Regions from separate parts of the Muntiacus reevesi genome. Here region 1 is linked to region 2. Evidence: chromatin contacts called from public Hi-C data. All regions are on one chromosome and are shown on one strand. The core of a region is the stretch at or near the end of the contact, and the rest is flanking DNA. Distances in the headings are between cores, read along the strand shown.

The links. A called contact is a pair of places that touch in the nucleus more often than the background predicts.
Region 1: a Hi-C map of muscle shows a contact between it and region 2, with 3 times the contacts expected there. The contact joins the promoter of UBAP2 here to the promoter of NOL6 in region 2. A contact is called at or near these places in 2 of 3 Hi-C or Micro-C datasets (blood and muscle).

Annotation. Positions count from the first base shown.
Region 1 is chr10:8,051,093-8,057,642 of mMunRee1.1, reverse strand. UBAP2 (ubiquitin associated protein 2) reads left to right here and starts at 1,968. Exons shown (of 29, transcript XM_065901575.1): 1 at 1,968-1,988.
Region 2 is chr10:7,830,990-7,837,466 of mMunRee1.1, reverse strand. It overlaps NOL6 (nucleolar protein 6), which reads left to right and starts at 3,961. Exons shown (of 26, transcript XM_065947415.1): 1 at 3,961-4,066; 2 at 5,183-5,389; 3 at 5,477-5,593. The coding sequence starts at 5,186. LOC136143960 (U6 spliceosomal RNA) reads left to right here and starts at 2,514; the gene lies at 2,514-2,620.

The sequences.
Region 1 (6,550 bases), core at 719-3,218, 220 kb before region 2:
TGTAATCAAGATTGCCAGGAGAAATATCAATAACCTCAGATATGCAGATGATACCACCCTTATGGCAGGAAGTGAAGAGGAACTAAAAAGCCTCTTGATGGAAGTGAAAGAAGACAGTGAAAAAGCTAGCTTAAAAGTCAACATTCAAAAAACTAAGATCTTGGTCCCATCACTTCATGGCAAATAGATGGGGAAACAATGGAAGCAGTGACAGATTTTATTTTGGGGGGCTCCAAAATCACTGCAGAGAGTGACTGCAGCCATGAAATTAAAACATGCTTGTTTCTTGGAAGAAAAGCTATGATCAGCCTAGACAGCATATTAAAAAGCAGAGACATTACTTTGCCAACAAAGGTCTGTCTAGTCAAAGCTATGGTTTTTCCAGTAGTCATGTATGGATGTGAGTTGGACTATAAAGAAAGCTGAGCACCAAAGAATTGATGCTTTTGAACTGTGGTGTTGGAGAAGATTGGAGAGTCCTTTGGACTGCAAGGAGATCCAACCAGTCCATCCTAAAGGAGACCAGTCCTGAATATCCATTGGAAGGACTGATGCTGAAGCTGAAACTCCACTACTTTGGCCACCTGATGTGAAGAACTGACTCACTGGAAAAGTCCCTGATGCTGGGCAAGATTGAAAGCAGGAGGAGAAGGGAAGAACAGAGGATGACATGGTTGGACGGCATCACTGATTCAATGGACACCAGTTTGAGTAAGCGCCGGGAGTTGGTGATGGACAGGGAAGCCTGGCGTGCAGCAGTCCATGGGGTTGCAAAGAGTCGAACACGAATGAACAACTGAACTGAACCGAGTCTATTAGTAATTAGCAAGTTAGTAATCAGCATAGCATCCTACGCAAATATCACTTTATGCTTAACTCCCTTTTCACCTTTATTAAACCTGTTGTGTCTGAAGGGTATATACAAGGTGTGACTATGATTACTAATATTTATTGAGGGATTGCGTGCATGCTAAATTGCTTCAGTCCTGTCCGACTCTTACTACTCTGTGCCAAAGTGCTACTTCACATAATCGCATTTAATTTCACAAGCAGGTGAAATGTTGTCACAAAGTAATGCTCGAATTGCGGCGAGGCCTGCTGGGCTCCAAACTCCGTGTGTCTAACCAGTTTCGGATATGCCTGTGAGGATCCAATAGGCCAGTAAAAGAGAAAAGACTAAAAAACACTGTGCCGTAATTATGACCCACTATTCTTTACGCTTAATTCTTGGAGTTAAAACAGGTGAGGTCACTTTGAGAGGCAGGTTATTCAGTTTGGAAATAGAAAATTTGGATTTGGGCCAGTTCAGCTGGGAAACTGAATTCTTGCTCTACGCTTAAAACCGGGACAATTTCTGCCTCAAAGGGTTGAGTCTATGACTTAATAAAGAAGTTGTATGACGACCGACAAGAGTAGGCTTTTCAACAAATTGTAGTCTTTTCAGGCTGAAGAGGCTTGGGAATGCAGAATTCAAGCCCTCATTGAACAGGGCAGATGCTGCGAGGTCCGCCCGCCCCGTGGAGGTGCTTCCTGAATCCCGCCGGGCTCAGCGGCTACCTCGGCGAGCCGTTGGCATTTTCCCGCGCAGGGAACGGGGCGGAGCGCGAGCCCGGGAACGTGGTCGCAGAACCCCACGCCTCGCCGGAACTACATCTCCCAGGAGGAGGGATGCTCAGCCACCCGGCAGGCGGCGCCCACTGTTATTAGTCTCAGGTGATAGCCCTCCACTTTCCGCCTCGGCCTTCCCTCGGACCGAAGTCAGAGGCGCACCATCTAACGAACCCAGGAGGGAAGGATGTGGTGGTGGGTGCCTGACGTTTGGGAGTCGCAGTCCCCTCGCCCAAGGTTTGGGAGCCTGGGTTTGTCTTGAGTGGTCGGACCACACCACGTGATGACGGAAAGGCGGCCGTAGGCAGGGGAGCGACCTGAGGTGCCTTGTGAGGTCATCACACAGCGACGACGAGCTGTTCTTGGGCATCCTGGACGCGGTGGGTAGTACGTCTCTGAGAACTCCGAGTTCGAGAAACTCCATAAAATCTCCCTCGTTGACTCCATCTGCGTGCCCTTCCCTGACCCGCAGCTGTTGGCCTCTTGGGGTGTGAGTCGGGGGTGGTGGCTACAGGAAACAACGCGCTCAGTAGGCGGGCTGATGAGCCGCGCGGCTAGCTACGTGTGTTGGCTCCTCCTTCAGCCGTGACGCGGGGGTCACGTGACGGGCCGGGCCGACTCTGCCGCCGCCGCCGCTTTGTAAGAGGCACATTGGCAGGTAACGAGCGGCGGCGGCGGCGGCGGCGGCGGGTCCCGGGTCCAGCGAGAGCGGCAGCGGTAATTGGCACCTTCTCTCTCTCCTTCCCCGTTCCAGCTCCTTGAGCGCTACAGCTTGCGCTTAGTAGACGTGGGTTCAGCTCTTCTTTCCTCCAGAGCCCTTTCTACTGCCCGAGCGTCCACCCTGAGGTTGGGCCGAGCTACCCTCGCCGGCTTCGTGCGTCCTTAGTTCGTCCAGGCCTGGGTGCTGTCCTTCCTCTCCGCCGCTGTTTGTCCGGCGCCCCTTTCTGCCTACCCCTTCCTAGTCAGCCCAGCCCCACCCAGCCCCAGGGGGCGCCTACCCCTCCCCCCTTCGGGTTTCTGTCCTGGAGGGTGTGGTTTTCTCACACCGTTGTCCCTTCCTGCCTGTCCGCTCGAGCTCCCGCGCCTCGCTGTCGCTGACCACCTTTCCGCGTTCACGCCTGTCGCTAGTCCTGGAACTGGACATCTCAGAGCCCAACTTCTGCACACACTCGGCTTTCTCGGCAGCCCGGAGGCATAGTTCAGTTCTACTTCTCTTCCTCACTCTGGAAGGCTTTGGTGCCAGACTCTCGGGATACCGTTCTCCTCCTCGGTCCTAGTTCCTGTAGGCTGGCTGTGTCACGGTTGTTCTTTAGTGTAGGTTTGAGAGGGGGTTTGTAAACTTAAAGCGCTCTCTTATTTTATTCCAAATGTTATTCTTTTCCTTGGTGCATTGCATCTCAGTTCTCTTTGCCGCTGAATCACTTTTCCCACTCGGCATTCCCACCTTTTCCCCTGGGTTTTCAATCTAATTAGTTGTCCAGGTATCTCAGGTACTATCACTGTTCTCACCGCTCTAGTCTCTTCCTTGTTATCTCTAGGAGTTAGTTGATTCCATCATCATTCTTGTTATTTCCTCTTTGACCTAATCCTGTAGTTTACTTCCACCTCTGTTGGATATTGTTTCTGCGTGTATTCAAGGTGTCTCCGCCAGTATTTAGCCTTACTGTGTTCTGCCCTTGTGTGCCGTTAACAATTGAGAACTTTTAAAGGTCTCCACAGGATACCTAAAGATCATCTTTTATTTGAAGGGCATATAATTCACTTTTTGAGTGAACCCAATTGCTATATATTTTCTCTTTGATTATAATAATACTTTTAAAATCAAAGGTGTGTCAGTAGTTAGTGTGTTCCTCACTTTTCCACTATGAGTTGTACATTCATAATTTTTAGTTGTAGTTTAGTTTGTCTAATAAAAGTGGAAGGAAGGTGAGTGTAATCCTAAGGATTGGGTGACTCTTGGGGTGGGATCTGTCTCAGGAAAGGGAATATATTTGCTGGAGATGAAGGGTCTTCCCGTACCCCAGCATCTCTTACTTGCAGAGCCCTTGGTTAAGACTGCCCTCTCATTGCGGTGGCACCTTCACTTATCGAGGCAAAAGTGATTAGTTTTTCCCAAACTACTTTTCTGCTTGCTTCTAGTGTGTTCCTCCTGAGTTTGTCTCCTTAAGGCTAGTTGGCATGTGTGGTGAGATTTTTTCCCTCCACTCCTGTCCTCCTTGTTTCCCACAGCTCTGATTTCCTCCGTCTGCTTCCTTGTTTCTGACCTTCAGTAATTAAGAAAACGATTGAAAGAAGGGAGGTTTTTGTTATGATTGAAATATTTGACTGGAAGTGGTGGCATGGGAATGAGGCCATGGGAAAGGCTTGTGGTAATTGCCCCTGCTGCCTGTTTCCTGCCGCTCTGGTTTCCTCTGGCCTCTCTCTATACATGGGCTGGACCAGCAGTCTCAGAGAGCGCTGCCTTTGGAGCTGGGCTAGAACAACGGTCACTCCTCTGCTTCCCTTTCCTGGTAACCGGTCAGCCTGTGCAGTGCTCACCAGTGGTGTCTCTTGGTATTAGCCTGGGTGACTTTTATTGTTTGGTGAGACATGGTAGGAGAACCAGGAGGAGAATGGGTTTATTTCATTATTTGTGTTTTGACAGAAACTGGTTGCTATCTCTGCTCCCATGAGTATAAACTGCATATAGAGAGTATAAACCAGTCTTGAAGGTTTGAACTGGTCTGAAGAGAAGCCTTTACTTTTGAAGTGTTGACTCCCCAGTCCTCTTTAAAAATGAACACTTACTGTTAGATTTTGTTACTGTCATAAGAAACTTTTTGGGGTGTGTGTGTAAGTGCATTTTAAAGGATTAATGCCTGCTCAGAAGAAGTGGTCTGCACGAATTCACAGATTGCGAAGTTCCTTTGCTTTTATTATTTTTTAAAGTTTATTTTATTTATTTGGTTTTGATGGGTCTTTGTTGCTGCATGAGAGCTTTTCTAGTTGGGGTGAATGGTGGCTTCTCGTGGAGCACAGGCTGTAGGGAGCACAGGCTTTGATAGTGCTGGCACACAGGCTTAGTTGCCCTGTGGCCTGCAGGATCAAACCTGATCCAGTGATCACACTTGTGTCCCCTGCATTGACAGATTCTTAACCACTGGCCAATAGGAAAGTCCTCCTTTGATTTTAAACAAATCTATCTTTTATTTCTTCTTGTGAGGCAGCCATAAGTCAGCAATGATCAGTTAGCTCTTAGTTGTTAACGAGTATATGCAGTGTCCTTTAAAAGCTAAGTGATATGGCGCTGGTGGTGTTGACTGGTGAGAAGGTGGATCTCTGACAGAGCTTAGAAACCGTTGTTTTCTCTTTTTTCTTTTCCCCAAAAGGAGAGTGGGAATATAACTTGAAGTAAGGTCAAGAGAGGGACTATCACCTTATAAACCTGTGGTAGGTTTTGAAATATTTTTGACCCAATTATTGAGAGTCCCTTGGACTGCAGGGAGATCCAGCCTGTCAATTTTAAAGGAAATCAGTCCTGAATATTCATTGGAAGGACTGATGCTGAAGCTCAAGCTCCAATACTTCGGCCACCTGATTCGAAGAACTGACTCACTGGAAAAGACCCTGATGCTGGGCAAGATTGAAGGCGGGAGGAGAAGGGGACGACAGAGGATGAGATGGTTGGATGGCATCACTGACTCGATGGACATGAGTTTGAGCAAGCTCTGGGAGTTGGTGATGGACAGGGAAGCCTGGTGTGCTGCAGTCCGTGGGGTCGCAGAGTCGGACAGGACTGAGTGACTAAACTGAACTGATCAAGTGGACTTCTTTCTTTTTTCTTTAAGTCCAGGAATCAAATTAGTTTTGACAATTATAATGTCAGCTATGTATGCTGAAATTTCCTACTTTTAAAAAATTTTTATTGTTTTGGCCACGTTGAGTGTCGCGTGGGATCGTAAGTTTCCCCACCAGGGATTGAACCCGTGCCCCTACAGTGGAAGTGCAGAGTCTTAATCATTGGCCTGTCAGGGAAGTCCCCCTCCTACGCTCTGTTTGTTTTCTTGACAGTGTTTCTCTCAAAGATGCTTGCTCTGTACTTTTTAAAGAAAGTAAGTTATTTTAGTTTTGAAATTTCTTGGCCTAGGTTTTGAAGAACAGGCTTGTGAAATTCTGGCTGACATAGCATGTGTGTTATAGTGTGTTTCAGTTTTCAGAAAACTCATTTTCATACTGGAGTTGTGAGCTCAATTAAATTGAAACCCAGTTCACTGTTTGGAATTAATTTATGAAATGAGGCTTGGACCACAGAGTAGGTATTTCATTTAAGACTAGGCAGTGCTCTACTTTTAAAGGGTGTTAGCAATACATTGCTTGTTTTTTTTCATTTGGAACTCTAAAAATAATAGAACGTATGTTGATTAGATTAAACTTTGATTATTCTCAAGGATTTGTCGAGGAGAGAATTTTATTTGGATTTAGACTTGTTGCTATACCTTCATTTTTTTTGTTATTAACTTTTTATGTAAGTTGTCACATAGGAGCCTACTCATGTAAAGTTATGCTCTACATACATAACCACTAATACTTTATTTATTTGTCCACATCATGATATCTGGGGTGTTAGTTCTCTGACCAGGGACCAAACCCATGCCTTCTGCAGTGGAATTGTGGAGACCTAACCACTGGAGAAGGAAATGGCAACCCACTCCAGTGTCCTTGCCTGGAGAATCCCAGGGGCGGCGGAGCCCGGTGGGCTGCCGTCTATAGGGTTGCACAGAGTCGGACACAACTGAAGCGACTTAGCAGTAGCAGCAGCAGCAGCAACCACTGGACTGCCAGGGAGTTTCCCCAATACTTTAATGCTTTGCTCTTTACTTAGAAATTTTTACATGTTGCAAAAGAAAGAAAAGAAAGAGAAGTTGCCCGGTTGTATCTGACTCTTTGTGAACCCATGGACTGT
Region 2 (6,477 bases), core at 2,712-5,211:
ATGTGTTAACTAATCTTACTGAGGTAACCATTTTGCAATATGTGTGCAACAAGTCATCACATTGTACAACTTTAACAGTTATATTTCAATTTTATCTCAATAAGGCTGTGAAAAAAAAATCAAAACATTGGTAGCAAAGAAGCTGGTAAGCTCAAAAGTCCAGGACAAGAAAGCAAGATAGAGTAGGGAAATTCCCAAGTAGTTCCGTATGGCTGGGCCTTAATATTTGAAGGAGACAATGATGACAGACAAGGTTGAAAGGTTGACAGTGGTCACATCATTCAGTCAGTAAACACATACTGAGGATGTACAGTGTACTGGGTATTGGACATGTACACCTGATCCTTGTTTTCAAACTCACGGTCAAGGATGAAGAGATAGACAACTGATAACGAAAAATTGTTTTTAAAAGTGCTAAAAAAAAAAAAAAAAGGAATCAATTGGGTGAAGAGATAAGGGAAAACATATTTCAGGTTGGGTGATCAATGAAGGCCTAACTATAGACATGTTGTTTACACTGAAAGCTGTGGGATGAAATGGAAAAATTTTCAGAGAAGCATTCCAGGCAGAGCAAACAGCTTGGCTCAAGTCTCTGAGATAAGAAAGAACTTGATACAACCAAGGAATTGAAAGAAGGTGGATATTGCTGGAGCTCAGTGATGAAGGGGTAGAGTATTGAGAAAAAAGATGGGTAGTGAGTGAGGGAATATATTGATCATGGCCTTGGAGAAATCTGTATTTCATTCATTCATTCATTTCATTCATTCTAAGTGCAATTGGTAGCCAACCACTGATAAGTTTTTAAGAGGAGCGTGACATGATAGGGTTTCAGTTGCAGAATACTCATTCTGGCAAGCATGTGAAAATATATTGAAGAAGGACAAGACCACTTTTGTAAAATTCCTTTAAAAGCATTGCATAAGCTAACCTATGCTATTAGAAGTCAGGCCAGTGGTTATTTTTCCAGGGTGGTGACTAAAAGGCAGCATGAGGGGAGACTGGAAAGGTGCAGAAAATATTCTTTTCTTTTAAATTAAAATTTATTTTGTGTTTAGTTTTGGCCTCACTGGGTCTTCGTTAGTGGTCCTGGGTTTTCTCCTGTTGCAGTGAGCAGGTTCTAGTCTTCATTGTGGTGCATGGACTTATCATTTTGGTGGCTTCTCGGGTTGTGGAGTACTGGCTCTAGAACATGTGGGCTTCAGTAGTTGTGGCTTGCGAGTTCTAGAGTTCGAGCTCAGTAGTTAGGGTGCACATGCTTAGTGGCTCCGTGGTGTGTGGGATCTTCCTGGACCAGGAATTGAACCTGTGTCTCCTGAATTGGCAGGCAGATACTTAACCACTGGGCCACAAGGGAAGTCCCTGCTTTTTCTTTTTCTTTTTCTTTTTTTTGTGAGTTGAGTACATATGTATGTTTAGTTTGTGACTATCCAAGGTGTATCCTTGAGGTATGTGAATTTTTCCATATGTGTGTTGTGCATGGGTGCTCAGTGGTGTCTGACTCTGCGACCACATGGATTGTAGCCCGCCAGGTGCCTCTGCCCATGGAATTTTCCAGGCAAGAATACTGAAGGGGGGTTCCCATTTCCTACTCCAGGAGATCTTCCTGACACAGGGATTGAACCCAGATCTCTTATGTATTTTGCCTTGGCAGGCAGAGTCTTTACCACTGCACACTTCAACAAAAAAGATTTAAAGAAAAAGCTATCGAATGAAACTATGCTATATTCTTCAAAACTGTTGTTAGGGGGAAAAATGGACTTCCCTGGCAGTCCAGCAGTTAAGATTCTGCATTTCCCATGCACGGGGCAAGGGTACCATCCCTGATCAGAGAACTAAGATCCCACATGCTGCACAGCGTGGCAAAACCAAAAACCAACACATCCACACACACAACAAAAAACAAAAAAGGGAGAGAATATGTTCCAGATTAATTCACACTGAGAGGGAAAAAAAAGATGATGCCTAAATAGATGCCTGATCCTGAACCAGGAGATAAAACTCTACTATGTAAAGGGTATTATTGAAATAACTGGCAAAGTGTGAATATGGGCTTTATATGATAGTATTGAATGAAAGTTACATTTCTTGAATTTTATAATTGAATTATGACTACAAAAAGGGCAGGGAAGCCTGGCTTGCTTCAATCCATGGGGTTGCAGAGTCGGACACGACTGAGCGACTGAACTGAACTGAACCGAAGAGATAGTCCTGGGGGTTCCCAGGTGGTGCTAGTGGTTAAGAACCAGGCTGCCAACGGGCAGGAGACCTAAGAGAGGCGGGTTTGATCCATGAATCAGGAAGATCCCCTGGAGGTGGGCATGGCAACCCACTGCAGTATTCTTGCCCAGAGAATCCCAGTGACACAGGAGTCTGTCAGGCTACAGTCAGTACGGTTGCAAAGAATGGGACAAGACTGAAGTGACTTAACACACACATACACAAAATGAATAAACTCAAGACATATTTTGCAAGTAGGATTGACGAGATCGGTTAATTGATAAAGCGAGAAGAGTGTGCTCACTTCGGCAGCACATATACTAAAATTAGAACGATACAGAGAAGATTAGCATGGCCCCTGCACAAGGATGACACGCAAATTCGTGAAGCGTTCCATATTTTTAAAAATATACAAGCAACTCCTGCAGCTCAAGTCCAGAAAAATAAATGACCCAATCAAAAAATGGGCCAAAGAACTAAACTAAACTAAGAAGACATACAGATGGCTAACAAACGCATGAAAAGATGCTCAACATCACTCATTATCAGAAAAATGCAAATCAAAACTACAATGAGGTACCATTACACGCCAGTCAGGATGGCTGCTATCCAAAAGTCTACAAGCAACAAATGCTGGAGAGGGTGTAGAGAAAAGGGAACCCTCTTACACTGCTGGTGGGAATGCAAACTAGCACAGCCGCTATGGAGAACACTGTGGAGATTTCTTAAAAAACTGAAATTAGAACTGCCATATGACCCAGCAATCCCACTTCTGGGCATACACACCAAGGAAACCAGATCTGAAAGAGACACGTGTACCCCAATGTTCATCGCAGCACTGTTTATAATAGCCAGGACATGGAAGCAACCTAGATGCCCATCAGCAGACGAATGGATAAGAAAGCTGTGGTACATATACACCATGGAATATTACTCAGCCATTAAAAAGAATTCATTTGAATCAGTTCTAATGAGATGGATGAAACTGGAGCCCATCATACAGAGTGAAGTAAGCCAGAAAGATAAAGACCAATACAGTATACTAACGCATATATATGGAATTTAGAAAGATGGTAATGATAACCCTATATGCAAAACATAAAAAGAGACACAGATGTACAGAACAGAATTTTGGACTCTGTGGGAGAAGGCAAGGGTGGGATGTTTCGAGAGAACAGCATCGAAACATGTATATTATCTAGGGTGAAACAGATCACCAGCCCAGGCTGGATGCATGAGACGGGTGCTCGGGCCTGGTGCACTGGGAAGACCCAGAGGAATCGCGTGGAGAGGGAGGTGGGAGTGGGGATCGGGATGGGGAGTGCATGTGGATCCATGGCTGATTCATGTCAGTGTATGACAGGGGCCACTGCAATGTTGTAATTAGCCTCCAACTAATAAAAATAAATGGAAAAAAATAAAAATAAAAATAAAACTGACTTTAAGATAAAAAAAAAAAGCAAGAAGAGAAATCACTTACGTAAACAAACCCTCCCCCAAGGCCCAAGCTAGCCCCGCCCTTTCCCTGGTGTTCCAAGAGGAGGAAGTGAGGAAACGGAAGCAACCGCCAAGTTACCGGCAAGCTTCCTGTCTGGCGTCGCAAAGAGGCCGTAAATCGGAGAACTCTGTTTGGCCCCTCCCCCATAATGGGCGGTCCTGGAGAGTGACAGAAACCAATGGCGAGAGACTCGTCAGGCACTCACCCAATGGCTCTGGAACTGGGCGGGGTTCTTTGCCATGAGGCTTCCTAACGCTGGTACCCGCGTTTCTGCCGAGGTTTGGTCATTTCTGCCAACGTGGGTGGAATCTCTACAGAGCAAGTGGACTTTAAACCCAAAGTGCGAGAGCAGTACGTGAGGGATGGGCCCCGCACCTGCGAGAGCGGAGCATCGCGGAACTGCTGGGGAGCCGGAGGTGGGCGAGCGGCCTGGGAGGAAGGGATGCGCAGCGTGCCGGAGACAGCAGAACCTAACAGCTTGCTAGCGAGGGGCACGAGAGTGGCCCCTTAAGGCAGAGCCTCATTTTCCCCGATGCTTCCAGCTTAGGATACCGAGACAGGGCTTGCCAAGGGAAATAGAACTTGGCTTTACCTGCCAAGTAGTAAAGTCTATGGACCGTCTCTGTTCGTTAGCTCTACACCTTGAGATTGAAGAGACCCGCCCCCATTCCCTTCCGCGGCTTGGGTCTTTCCCCTAAGTCCTTGTGGACTTTGGGCAGGATTTTCTCCCCTCCTGTGTCTAGTTTTGTGCTCCCCACGTGGTGGCAGTCCTGGTGCGCTACAGTAAGGCTCTTCCGGCTGTGGAACCATGGAGGGGGGCGGAGCCCAGGCTGCAGGGTAGAAGGTTTGGGATCTCGCAGACCAGGGTTTGAAGCCTGCTCACAGTTTAATCATACCGACTGGAACCACAAGCTCAACGGAGCTTCGTTCAGTTGTTTGTTTTCTGTTAGTATTATTATAAGGATTGAATGATTTATTGAGTATATCCTTCAGAGCCAGTAGGCTCCATCACTGAGCACTTAATGTATACTGATATAGCCTATAGTCAGGGCTTGCTGGGGCAGGGGGTGCGTGTGTGACCTGGCAGGATTTGGACAGAGCAAGAGTGGATTTGGCATTTGCTACGTTCCATAATTAACTCAGCAGAAGAGAAGGTCTTGTTACTTGGAAGTACAAGAAGCTCAGTTATTGCTTCCAGGGCCCATTCAGCTACTACCCTTACTGACTCCAAGCAGAGCTACATGCTGTTAGATAGATGGGAACCCTCAACTCAAGGAGTTTTCAGTCTAGAGCTCAATAAATTCTTTTAACTAAAAATTATTCTGAGTTTTACACAATCTGATTCCTGTTCAAGAGAGACCAGGAGCAGGTGAAGCCTTTACCTGCATCTGGTCCTGGTGGCTCGACAGGCAGTGGATGCTGGGTGTCTGTGATGTCACCCTGGCTTCTCTCTCTCATTGGCCACAGGTGATGGAGTCAGCTCTGGAAGGCACAGGCAAAGAGGGGAAGAAGGAATCCTTAAAGAAACGTAAGATAGCTGTGTCTCCAGGAGAGGGCCTCCTGCAGCCTGTGAAGCTCAGCCGGGCAGAACTGTACAAGGAACCTACCAATGAGGAGCTCAGTCGCCTTCGGGAGACTGAGAGTCTGTTCCATTCCAGCTTGCTTCGTTTACAGGTACTGTTGGGTGGTTGGGGCTTGGATTAGAGGGATGGGCTGAGAGCCTGAGGCTGAAGTGCTACTTTCTCCTGCACCATCTTACAGGTAGAGGAGTTACTAAAGGAAGTGAGGCTGTCAGAGAAGAAGAAAGAGCGGATTGATGCTTTCCTACGGGAGGTCAACCAGCGGATCATGAAGGTGCCCTCAACCCCTGAGACAGAGGTAAGTCAAGTAGTGGGGGGAACTGGAAAGCCCAGTAAAGGTCCTCAGGGACCTTGCTATTCTTTGAAGGGGATGGGGTGCTAGGGAGCTCATTCGCACTGCCAGAAGGCTCAGCTGGGAGTGCAGTCACTTATTGTTCATTCAGCAAACACTTATGTGCCTTGCAGTAGTTGTGTTCTTAGGATGTGTTGTGCTTAGTCGCTCAGTAGTGTCCGATTCTTTGCGACCCCGTGGACTGTAGCCTCCCAGGCTCCTCTGTCCATGGGGATTCTCCAGGCGAGAATACTGGAGTGGGTTGCCATGCCCTCCTCCAGGGGTTCTTAGGATACATCAGTGAGCAAAGCAGCCTGTGTTCTAGTGTTGGAATATGGACAATAATATAATGAACATGACAAGTAAACTGTATGACAGTGTTAGAAAGTGGTGGTAAGCACTATGGACAAAGGAAGAAGGACACATTAAGGGGCTCATGGGAATATCAGAGGATGAGAGTGGTTGGCAACTTTAAATAGGGTGGTTGAGGTAGGCCTTACTAAAGTGACATTTGTGTAAAGAAAGTGAGTCAGCCATATAGATATTTAAGGGAAGAAGAACATTCCAGGAAGGGGAAACAGCCAACACAGAGGCTCAAAGGCAAGAATAGGTCTGGTACTTCCTTGGAATGAGTGAAGGGAAGATAGAAGGAGGTGAGTTTAGGAAGGTAATGGAGGAAGCGGGTATATCATGCAGGGCCTTGTGCATCAGAACAAGGACTTTGAGCTGTTGCTTTGGGGCTTCCCTGGTGGCTTAAATGGTAAAAAATCTGCCTGCAACACAGGAGACCTGAGTTTGATCCCTGGGTTAGGAAGATCGCCTGGAGAAGGGAATGGCAACCTACTCCAGTA